3 separate regions of the Anser cygnoides genome follow, and all the other regions are linked to region 2. A link is a contact called in public Hi-C data. All regions are on one chromosome and are shown on one strand. Each heading gives the region's core, a stretch centred on a gene start, on an enhancer-like site or on the middle of the called end of the contact. The rest is flanking DNA. Distances are from core to core; before and after follow the strand shown.

Evidence for each region. A called contact is a pair of places that touch in the nucleus more often than the background predicts.
Region 1: a Hi-C map of liver shows a contact between it and region 2, with 3 times the contacts expected there. The contact joins two enhancer-like sites. A contact is called at or near these places in 4 of 7 Hi-C or Micro-C datasets (granulosa cells and liver).
Region 3: a Hi-C map of liver shows a contact between it and region 2, with 5 times the contacts expected there. The contact joins two enhancer-like sites. A contact is called at or near these places in 3 of 7 Hi-C or Micro-C datasets (granulosa cells and liver).

Annotation. Positions count from the first base shown.
Region 1 is chr3:27,544,096-27,547,359 of Taihu_goose_T2T_genome, reverse strand. No RefSeq gene overlaps it. Among named protein-coding and RNA genes, the nearest start is that of TRNAI-UAU, 270 kb to the right of the region's middle. Within about 2 kb of position 1,594, at least 1 of the 3 cell types and tissues checked has open chromatin away from gene starts, as enhancers often do. A contact at or near this core is called in liver, where this site is marked.
Region 2 is chr3:27,287,239-27,290,356 of Taihu_goose_T2T_genome, reverse strand. No RefSeq gene overlaps it. Among named protein-coding and RNA genes, the nearest start is that of TRNAI-UAU, 12 kb to the right of the region's middle. Within about 2 kb of position 1,511, at least 1 of the 3 cell types and tissues checked has open chromatin away from gene starts, as enhancers often do. A contact at or near this core is called in liver, where this site is marked.
Region 3 is chr3:27,739,014-27,742,383 of Taihu_goose_T2T_genome, reverse strand. No RefSeq gene overlaps it. Among named protein-coding and RNA genes, the nearest start is that of TRNAS-GCU, 240 kb to the left of the region's middle. Within about 2 kb of position 1,558, at least 2 of the 3 cell types and tissues checked have open chromatin away from gene starts, as enhancers often do. A contact at or near this core is called in liver, where this site is marked.

The DNA.
Region 1 (3,264 bases), core at 345-2,844, 260 kb before region 2:
CAACTGATTCCATTGGTTTCAACAGGACTATTCACTTGCTTTACGTTAGACAAATGCTCAGCATTTCACTGAACTTGGGCCAAGTTCAGCTTTAAACAGAGCTCCTTCTTCAATTGACTGTCTGATCTGCTGCATGGGGGGAACACAGGGCATCCTGGTGAATTCCAAAGGCTATGAACAGACCTTATCAAAAATGTTAGAGAAAAGAGAAAGGATAAATATTAAGAGACTGTCTCTTCCAGCAATAAAATCTGTATATACCACTGATCATTTTCATTAAGATATCTTGGATTAATAATGGATCACTGGACTTAAATTTGTTTCCTGGCTTTGGTGAAGCATGATACAAATTTAGCTTTATTTAAACACAGTCCCATCCGTCTTTCCCCCCTCCCCTTAATTCATTTAACAAGTACTCCCTTTGGTTTCATTATGGAGCAAATTTTGAGCACGTATAAATCCTGAGAGTTTTACTACCTAATTAAAAACATGTTCCTGTTCCACACATTGATGGGAAACTCATGTCTCAAAGGGTTAATTAACAGTCTTTACACATTCTGTATTTAGCTCAGGGTACAAAGCCAAAAACATAAATAACGTCTTAGACGGAAACAGGAGGTGCAGATGGTTTTTAAATTTGGTTCTTAGTGCATTTTACACTAGCCAGAGATATGCACTGTATAAAACCGAAACAGTGACTCAGTAACCATACTTAAAGTACAGTTATATTTAAAGTGTTCTTTCCCTTTTGCAATTTTATATCTTTTAGGCATATAAAATAATAATCATAAGCGTGCTGCAGTCAGATGTCTGTAAGCAAGAAGCCTTGAGACAGGAGTGCAACAAAGATAATGAAACAGAGAGACAAATGACAAATATGAAACTACACTGTTGCGTACATAACAGATAATCATCTGACAAAAGCAAAATTAAGCAGAGGGGTGACAACAAAAATTAACATGTTGATTTACTAGCTCTCCATTTACAAAGCAAACACCCTATAAAATATCAGTGATTTGACATTAACTTTAAAAGAAACAAAATTATTGTCTGAGAATAGCAGCTGAAAAAAAAAAAAAGGGAAAAGAAAAAAAGAGAGAATCTCTCTGAGGAATAAATGTTTAAAAAATTCCATTATAAAGGCACAAAATGGAATATCAGCCCACAAGAGTCCTGTTATTCCCTCACCAGTTCTCGCTTACATAAATATTCTATTGAATCCAAATGGCAAAGGGACCCAGTAAAAGCCAACGTTAATTGAGACAGCTGAATGAGACCATTGACTTAGGGGCTATTAATTGGGTAAAAGTGTTTGCAGGTTTGAACTCACATACAATCTACTGTGAGACAGTGGAAATGAAGGAAGCATGAGATGAATACAGAAGACAGCCAGACCATTTCATTCCCTGTTCTTACTAGTTACTCTGTTCCAACAGCTAAGTGGCCTTGGACATGTCATGACATTTGTGTCTCACTCTAATGTCTCTTAATGGGGCTTAAACTTTAACTAACCTCTAAAGGTGCCATGAAAGTGAGCTAATTTTTAACAGGCATTTTGTAGGAGATCCCTTTTGTGTAAACTGATGGATGTGTGAAATGCCAATCAGTTGTGAGGAAAAAAATATGCAATTTAGGATTGCACTTGCCTTGAACGTAAAATACAAGTGTTCATACAAACCACCTACTGCTAAACTAACATTCAACTAACTTTGAATAAACTAACTTTGGAACCAGAGCTCAAGCTTAAATTCCTGTCTTCCTGCCTCCTTTAGTAAAGAGGCAACCTTGATACCTTGGCATCCAGCATCTAACAGTTAGGATCCATGGACATGCAGGCTCCCTACTTCAGATCCTTGCAAGAGCATGTTTCTATGTTTATGAACACTCTTCTGCCTCTAATTCACTTAGACATCGTCAAATGTTTGTCTAGCTAGAAAACACAGATAATTACTCACCTGGAATCCGACACTTAAAAGGCAGAGATTATATGGCTATTACCTCAGATGATAAAACATAGAATGCTACAGTCAGGTTTTCAAATATATCCAATTTTGCTGTAAGACTTTATGAAAGAAAACAATTTGCAAAGTCTTCAGACCACCAACTAACACCCTGCAAATCAGCTGACATCAGGAAGCCAGTCTCGCTAAATGGGGTGCAACTTGTGGCACGTACTGTATGTTCCAGCATTAAAGGCGCATCTGTCAATGAGAGGCATGCTTCTCTTTCTACTTAAAAGGCTAGTCTCTTAATAAAAATGATAAAACTGTGGCAGTGTTCACTATCTGGAGTCAGTAGTACTTGTTGAAAAAGAGTATTTTCCTACTTCTAAAAATAGGAAAGCACTCAGGCAGCACAGAGGAGGTAATATATCCAGAGCCCTGGATATCAGGGGTAGGGCCCAGGCAAAAGTTTCATTGCAAAAGGTGAAGCAGGTGGCCTGATGAATAAGGTGTTCAGTCCCCAGGCCTCTGATGTGGATGCTGGCAGTGTCTCTGCCCTGTGTGTGCGATAGTCCACCTGCTATCCTCCTTCTTTTTCCTTCTCCCACTTCTGGGTTAAGGTCAGAGCTGTGCCCAGTGGAAGCTCCTCTCCCTGCTACCCCTGAGATGGTAAAGTTGCCCAACTTGCAGGAAATAATGGTGCAGTGCTAATGCAGCAAATCTCCATGCAAAGACTTGTAGAAAGGGATTTTTTTAATATATATATTTTTTTAAACTGATTTCACGCACACTCATACACTCATACATAGTCCCCCTTCTCACAAGCACTAAAGGCCTGATGCATCCTGGTGGTCTGCCCAGCATGCAGGCACCCAGATGCTCCTATTCAGGTGCCCTGTCCAGGCTTTTCTGCAGTGAAACAGAGGACCCTTCAGCTATCAACTCCTCATGTCTCCTTGTCTTTCTCAGTTGGAAACCGTGTGCTGGTTTGGGATGTGCCTTTTTGCAACCCTTCAGGAGATGACGGTGATTAATCCCTTCATCCCGTTCCACCTCTGTGAGCCACCAGGATTTACTTGCTCTACTTTGTCACCCAATCTGGGTGACTTAAAAGCTGCACACAGGTGTTCTAGGATCCTGATGACCTGCTAATCAAGCTGTCATCAACACATGCTATTGTTGTAAAACTTGTCCAGTTGTTTACTCATCCTGGTGTTTCTGCAAACATAATCCATTTATGCTCCTAAGATAATAATTTTAACATTTCTACTATAATTCTCCATACCCTCACCAGTTTTGGTGGGTTACTTGTAAGCAGTTT
Region 2 (3,118 bases), core at 262-2,761:
CAGCATTTCATTAAATTATGAAAACAGTCATTTAAACTCACCAGAAGTAAGTTCATTCAATCCTGAAAGAACACATAAGTGTATATTGCAGATGAGGAGTCTTTTTTTTTTCTTTAAGACTATGTCAAATTCAGGATATATTCTATGCTACTGCCAAAGCAACACCAGGAATTAACACCCCTTTAAGCCTATTGTTACTGTAGTGTGATTTTTCTTAATATAAAATGTTATCCCAAATTCAGTGATAGACATCAGAAGATATTATGCCATACAACCTTCCAGCAGCAGAAGCCATTCAAAGTAACCACCCTCCCCAGAACTGTTCAGACAAAGCAAAGGAAGGTAGTACACACAGGTAGGACAACTCTCTCGAAGACAGACCTATTTTCTGTCGTTCTTTTAAGCTTTTTTTATTATTATTTCTAATGACACACACAAACATTATACATCCTCAGGATTTACTCTGAAGTGATGTGTGAATGCTGGTTTAGAATAAGTGCCTTGTCTCAGAAACGTAATGCCCAAACAGACACAGGAGCTTGATCATCTGATTTAATTCTGAAACAAAACTCTGGAAACTCATTTGGCTTTTGGTAAGATCTCTTGAATGGAGATATACTTAAGAGTTTTTGTTGTGGTTTGGTTGCTCCCCCCCCTCCCCCTTTATTTTTTAAATTTCATTTATTTAAGCCTCTTTTCCTTTGGGAAAGGGGATGTTACTCTATAAAAGCAACACTGACCACTTCTTACAGAAGACATAGTTCTCCCCTACAAAAGAACACAACATCCTGCTCCCCACAGTTAACAACTTAAAGCAAAGGATGCTCAAAGCATCCAGAGTCTCTGTGCCAAAGCTTTAAAATGTACCCAAGATGAAAGATAATTAATACCCCCTTTTAACAGTATATGTACACGTGGCAGTGATTCCCAGCCTCCTTGTGCGCCTTTAAAGAATAAAATAAAAGGTCACTAATCTTTTCAAAATATTTTTCTCCTGCAACATTAAGAAAGCTCTTGTTTTGCATTTTGTTTTAAGCAGGCTTATGCATCTTCCAAGAGCAGCCCAATTTTCATGCCACTGATATTCTCAAAATTCTCCCATCCAAGTGATATTTGCATATGCTAAATTCATTCCAGAATATCACGTCCTGACAGCATATAGCTGGAGAACTATTCATTCATCTCTGCAAACTACTCTGGCACCTGCAACATTCTACTTTGATTGCAAAAAAAAGGATAAGAGTTTCACAATTTTGATTGCGGTTTATTTGCTTAACAAAGGGCAGAATCATACCAGAGGGTAGCCCAAATTATTCAGCTTGAACTTTGCTTTGCTTATACTAATATACACTTATTTTGACCTGCAAGGAAGGAGAGGGGAAAGGAAAAGAGAAAGGTTTCTTCTCTTCAGTCACTCTCAAGTGAAACTCTAACGTAGGTATATAAAGCTTCCTTTCCATTTGTATCATCATACTTGTTTCTACTCAACAGTTTTGCGAGCATAATCTGCAGCAGAGGTATGTTTTAACCTCTTTCTGAACAGTTGCACTAGTTGGACCTGGTTTCCATTTCTTATTGCCTTGTGTTTTGCACTGCCATTTACATCAGTGCTAGCTGCTTGCAATACAGTCCATTCAAAGTGCGCCTTGTCTCAAACCTAAAAATAGCTCCGTATTCTCCCTAAGGAAGCACATGAAAAATGAGTTCTCTTGCACAGTTTAGGATTATGTATATAGTCGTTCATCATGGATAGATGTCTACCTGGAACTAGAAGCTTTTCTCTGGAGAGGTCACTGAAGTCAGTCCTTTAGAAGCAGCAAGAATTTTCGTTTCCTTCACCTTCTTAGTGGAACGCCCATGAATCAGCAAAAGGTGCTGGTGGGGACCCTCTCCAATTTTTCCTATTACTGCTATACATTGACAAGTTATAGTGTAGAATCACGCACATGCTTCGTATACAAATGTAGTATTCTTAACTGATTCCTCACAGAAAAAAAAAAAACCAGTATTGCATCTGAACCTGTAACCACTACAACTTTTAACAAGGTAACATCTGCTTGTATATTGATCAGAGCCTGTAACCAAGTTGCCTACAAGATATAGTATAAAGCACTAGGAAACTCAGTTTATTTTTTTCTAGAGAAGAAAAGGGGTTCCAGTCTTAAAGGTCTAATAAGCAGGAAGGCACTTACAGCTCTATGCACATAGTTCCAGATCAAAGTCTGGCATCTTCAAGGTATTTGCTAATATTTTTACAAATAAGAACAAGTCTATCAGATTACCTCCTTCCATCTCAAAGCAATTACTTAAAGAGTTAACAAAAAATTGGGTATACTAGTATTGCTTTTTAGTACAGTATTTTCTTACGCAGCACACTGGTATTCTCCATACAAAAGCCATGATGATAATTAGGTATTGTTACAGACTCATCTATTAAGACCTGTATTTCAAAACATTTTAGAAGTGGTTTTGGATTAATTCTTAGTTGGCAGCTTCCTACCAGCCTGAGTAAAGAGTTGCAGAGCCACAGCTAGAAAAATAAAGTTACAGAGTGCAATGCTGCCATCTGCTGAAAATTGCTTGTCTTAATGGCCTAATAGCTGTTTCCAAAGGCTCGGTTACAGGCTTTTGAGCATTCAAACCTATTTAAATCTATATAATCTAATCAATTTGAGAAAAAGTAACGTATTTTCTGATCAAGCATTTGTGCATGCAGACAAGTTCTACTGCAGTCAAGGACAGCAGCTGTACTTCCCATTAATGGGAGGGCCACCAACACTCATTAAAACTCCACAGATTTCCATGCACTGTGCACAATGCAGCACAGAAGACCTGGGGAAGGTGCCTCCTGTTCACAGCAGGACCCTAAAACTATCATTTTGTGCGTAGTGACAACTCTGGGATAGGAAGGACACCCAAGCCCATGGGTTCCCCTGGATGTGCAGAGAGGAAACCGCTGATCAGGGAGGACACCATCCCCTCCCACAGCCTCAGCAGGTATTCCACCTACCAGGTCTACAACACTTGGGTGCAGCCTTATCAAAAAACTGAAGAGCCCATATTACTGATTTTATTTCCCTGCATCTAGTCGCAGAATAATAAGTTCTTCTCTTCCAAG
Region 3 (3,370 bases), core at 309-2,808, 450 kb before region 2:
GTTTCAAAATAGCTTTGGCAGAACATAAGATTCAAACCAAGAAAGCCTCCTCCTCCTTTTCCCAGCTTCTGTCAACACCTGATCAAGGGTCGGCAACCTAAACCCAGCTCATGTGAAGTTGGCTAGCTCTTTTTTTAATTTATTTATTTCTCCAGGGACAAAAGCAGCCTTCATCCTTCACTTCATTCCTGCAGTAACTGAGGTCTAGAAACCCTCTTCTGAGGTGCATCTCATAATCTAGATTTTTGCTTTCAGTTCTTGGGTTAGGCATGTGGCATATATTTCAGTTTAAACAAACACTGCTTCCAGCATGTCTAGCCTGTTCTTTTGACACAATTTCTTGAACAGGATTTTACTTGTCAGCTAGCTGACAAAAGGCTGGAGAAAAGACAAATCTTTATTTGGACAAGCTGTAGTGTGGTAGTTACTTATAGTGGAGATCACCTTTGTAATAACCAGCTTTTGTTTTTCTCATGCCATATCTCATGTGTTTTGCTACAAATTTGTCCTTAGAGTTTTTCTGTGGGTCTGAGTCCGTGTCAAAAATAGAAACAGTGACATAAATTGTGTTCTGTATCCTGTTTCCTGCCTTTGAAAATCACTACAGACTGCAGATTCAGCAATATTCATCAACAGGTATATCCAGGACAGGTACCCATCATTCCACCTATGGATTCGGTCACCAACAAATAGCAAATAAAACCTCATGAAAGGTCACTGATCATGTGCCTCTTCCTACCCAGCAGGCAGCTATATTCGGATAAAAATACTGGATCCATGAGCCTTGAAGTATCCCTGTCTCTACTCAGACTCAAGTAACTTTCTTTGGCTTTTCAAAGACTTTGAAGATCTGTTTTTTTTTCCTCCCTAGGCTTCAGGCATGCTACTGGTTAAGGTGTTCTTACTTGTGGAGAGAGCTGTTCACTGATTTTTAGATTTTACCTCCTCTGATAGAAATATAATATGAGCTCCGATAACAAACTAGCTGATTAATTTTGCTCTGACACCTTCAATAGCACAGCAATTTCACCAGGTATATGAGATTCAAAACATTTCGCAGAGCATCTACTTTTCATTCAGAACTGCCCCATCAATTCACTAGAGGGTAATAAAGACAAAGCCCAGTTTTCAGAGAAACTGTGTATCACAGTGATCAAGGGGAGCCCTGGATGTTCTGATTTAACATTTTACTGATATTGTAGGAGAACTCCACTTTCTTGTCATTGCTCAGTTCTACAGAAAACAAACCAAAACAATCCTACCTCTGTATACAATCTTAAGTGCAGAAGCTGAACACTAAAACTGAACTGAAACTGGCTGGGACAGTGGCGGGGGAGGTTAGAAATAGGAAAGATAGAAGGTGTCTGGAAAGATAATAGGTAGTGGAAAGCTAAGCTATAAACTCATTCTTTTAAATGAAAAAAGAAAAAGAAAAAAAAAAAAGAACTGTATTGGAGAGGGTTGCTATAGTGAGAGTAATCTTACAACCTAATGTGTGAGTGCTCTCAAAAGACTGGATGTTCCAGTTCAGTGAAGCAAGATGGCCCCCTGCAGTATTGTTAGCCCCCTCACAAAGAAAGTTTGCTTCTAATCTAGGAACACAACTGTATGTTACACAGACAGATCTGTTGTGGTTTACCATTACTAGTTTCACTTAAAACACAAGGTAAATGTTCTTTACTTTAAAACACTACTCAGAAATAAAAGTCCTCAGTTACTGACTTCACTCCCTCTGTTTTTGAATGCCTCCTGCATGGTGCTGATGTGAAACTGAAACAAAATTGGTTTAAACCTCCGAATCCTCAGGAAAAAAAAATAAATCTCTCTCAAACTTAGTTGGTAGAAGTTGTAATAGGGTAACAGTAAAGGCTGAAAATAAAGTCTTGCCAGAGTTGTGAAGCCAGCAAAAAAGTAAAACTTCTTCATGAATGAGGAGAAGGTAAACTTCAGGGGAAAAGCACTGTGCTCTACATGCATTTTGAATAGGAACTTTGAAGTGTATTATGTGCCTGAAAAGCTTTTTCTTTCTCCTGTCCTATTACATTTCCCTGACAGTAGTGAGAATAGGATAGCATACTTCCTTGAAAAGAAAAAAGAAAATATATCAGTATTTTGGCAACATTTGGGACTTTCAGAATATCAGATTCTTTTCACTGATAGAACAAACCACTATAAATTGTGTGCTTTATAACAGCACAAAAACTTCATGCTTTTAGAACTTTTAGAAACATATATATCATGGACCCGTATTATGTGTAATAACTATAACCCGTGCCTCATAATATGCAGCAAAGTGTAGAATTTACTGATTATTTTATAATTATGTATAAATATACAGTCAGACTTTCTCTGAAGTACATGAGTTTTCTCTGACTGGCATTTGCAACTACTTTAGGTCTTGCATTGCACAAGCTAGGAAAAGGAAAAGAGGACCAGATAAAACGGGATTCAAATATTATTTTAGCAATTAAATGCCAAGGTTCATAAGGTTAATGAAGTCAAATAAATGCCTTCCCTAGTCCTGTTTCCTCTCCTTCCTCCCCTCACTTTGTTTACCTCCATGATTTCTATCACTGTTATTTGCAAGAAGTAACCCTATGACCAGTGCTTGACAGAGAGATGTGCCAGACAACCAGAAGAAAAAGCACTAGCAAAGAAGGCCATCTCATAACATTTCTAATTCAGACTTTAGCCTGCTCCCATCAGATTTCCAATATAATTCAGAAAAAAAAATCAAAAATGGACTTGGGAAATTTGAATGAGTGTAAACTTTAATAAAATTTAATTTCCCCTCTACCTCCCAATGTTGAACTTAACACATCACTCCCAGAAACCCACCCAAGCTCTAAAGAATCAGCGTTGTGAAGTCTGTGTGGCCTTCTACAGGCTGCTTTGGTGTGGGAGCTCGGATTGTTTCTGACCCTGTGACACTGAATGGCCAAGAGCTTCCATGCAAGCACAATGGTGCTGTTAGTGCCCATTACTAAAAGCCTTCTTGTTTCTTTCAACTGTTCACAGGCCTCCTAAACAATGAAAGAAATCCATACATCATTAATAAGGAGATTTAATTTAAATACTGCTCTAAGAGAATTCTCAGATATCCTTCTCATTTTTTAAAAGTGAAAATTGCTGAAGTCTGATGTAAGGCAGAATCTTAATGCAGAGAAGAGTTGGGCCTTATTTAGGAATGCCTGGAAACTAATGGGAATTGTAATCATGGAGAGAACTGGAAAACAGTACTGGAACCCCAGTTCCCATGAAAAACCCCTGAGTTTGGATAAGTCAGCTAATGAAAAACATCTATGAACCTTCCCATAAAATGACCTTTTCTGGCTCCAAGGATTGTATGACTTTTACATTTCTAATGATG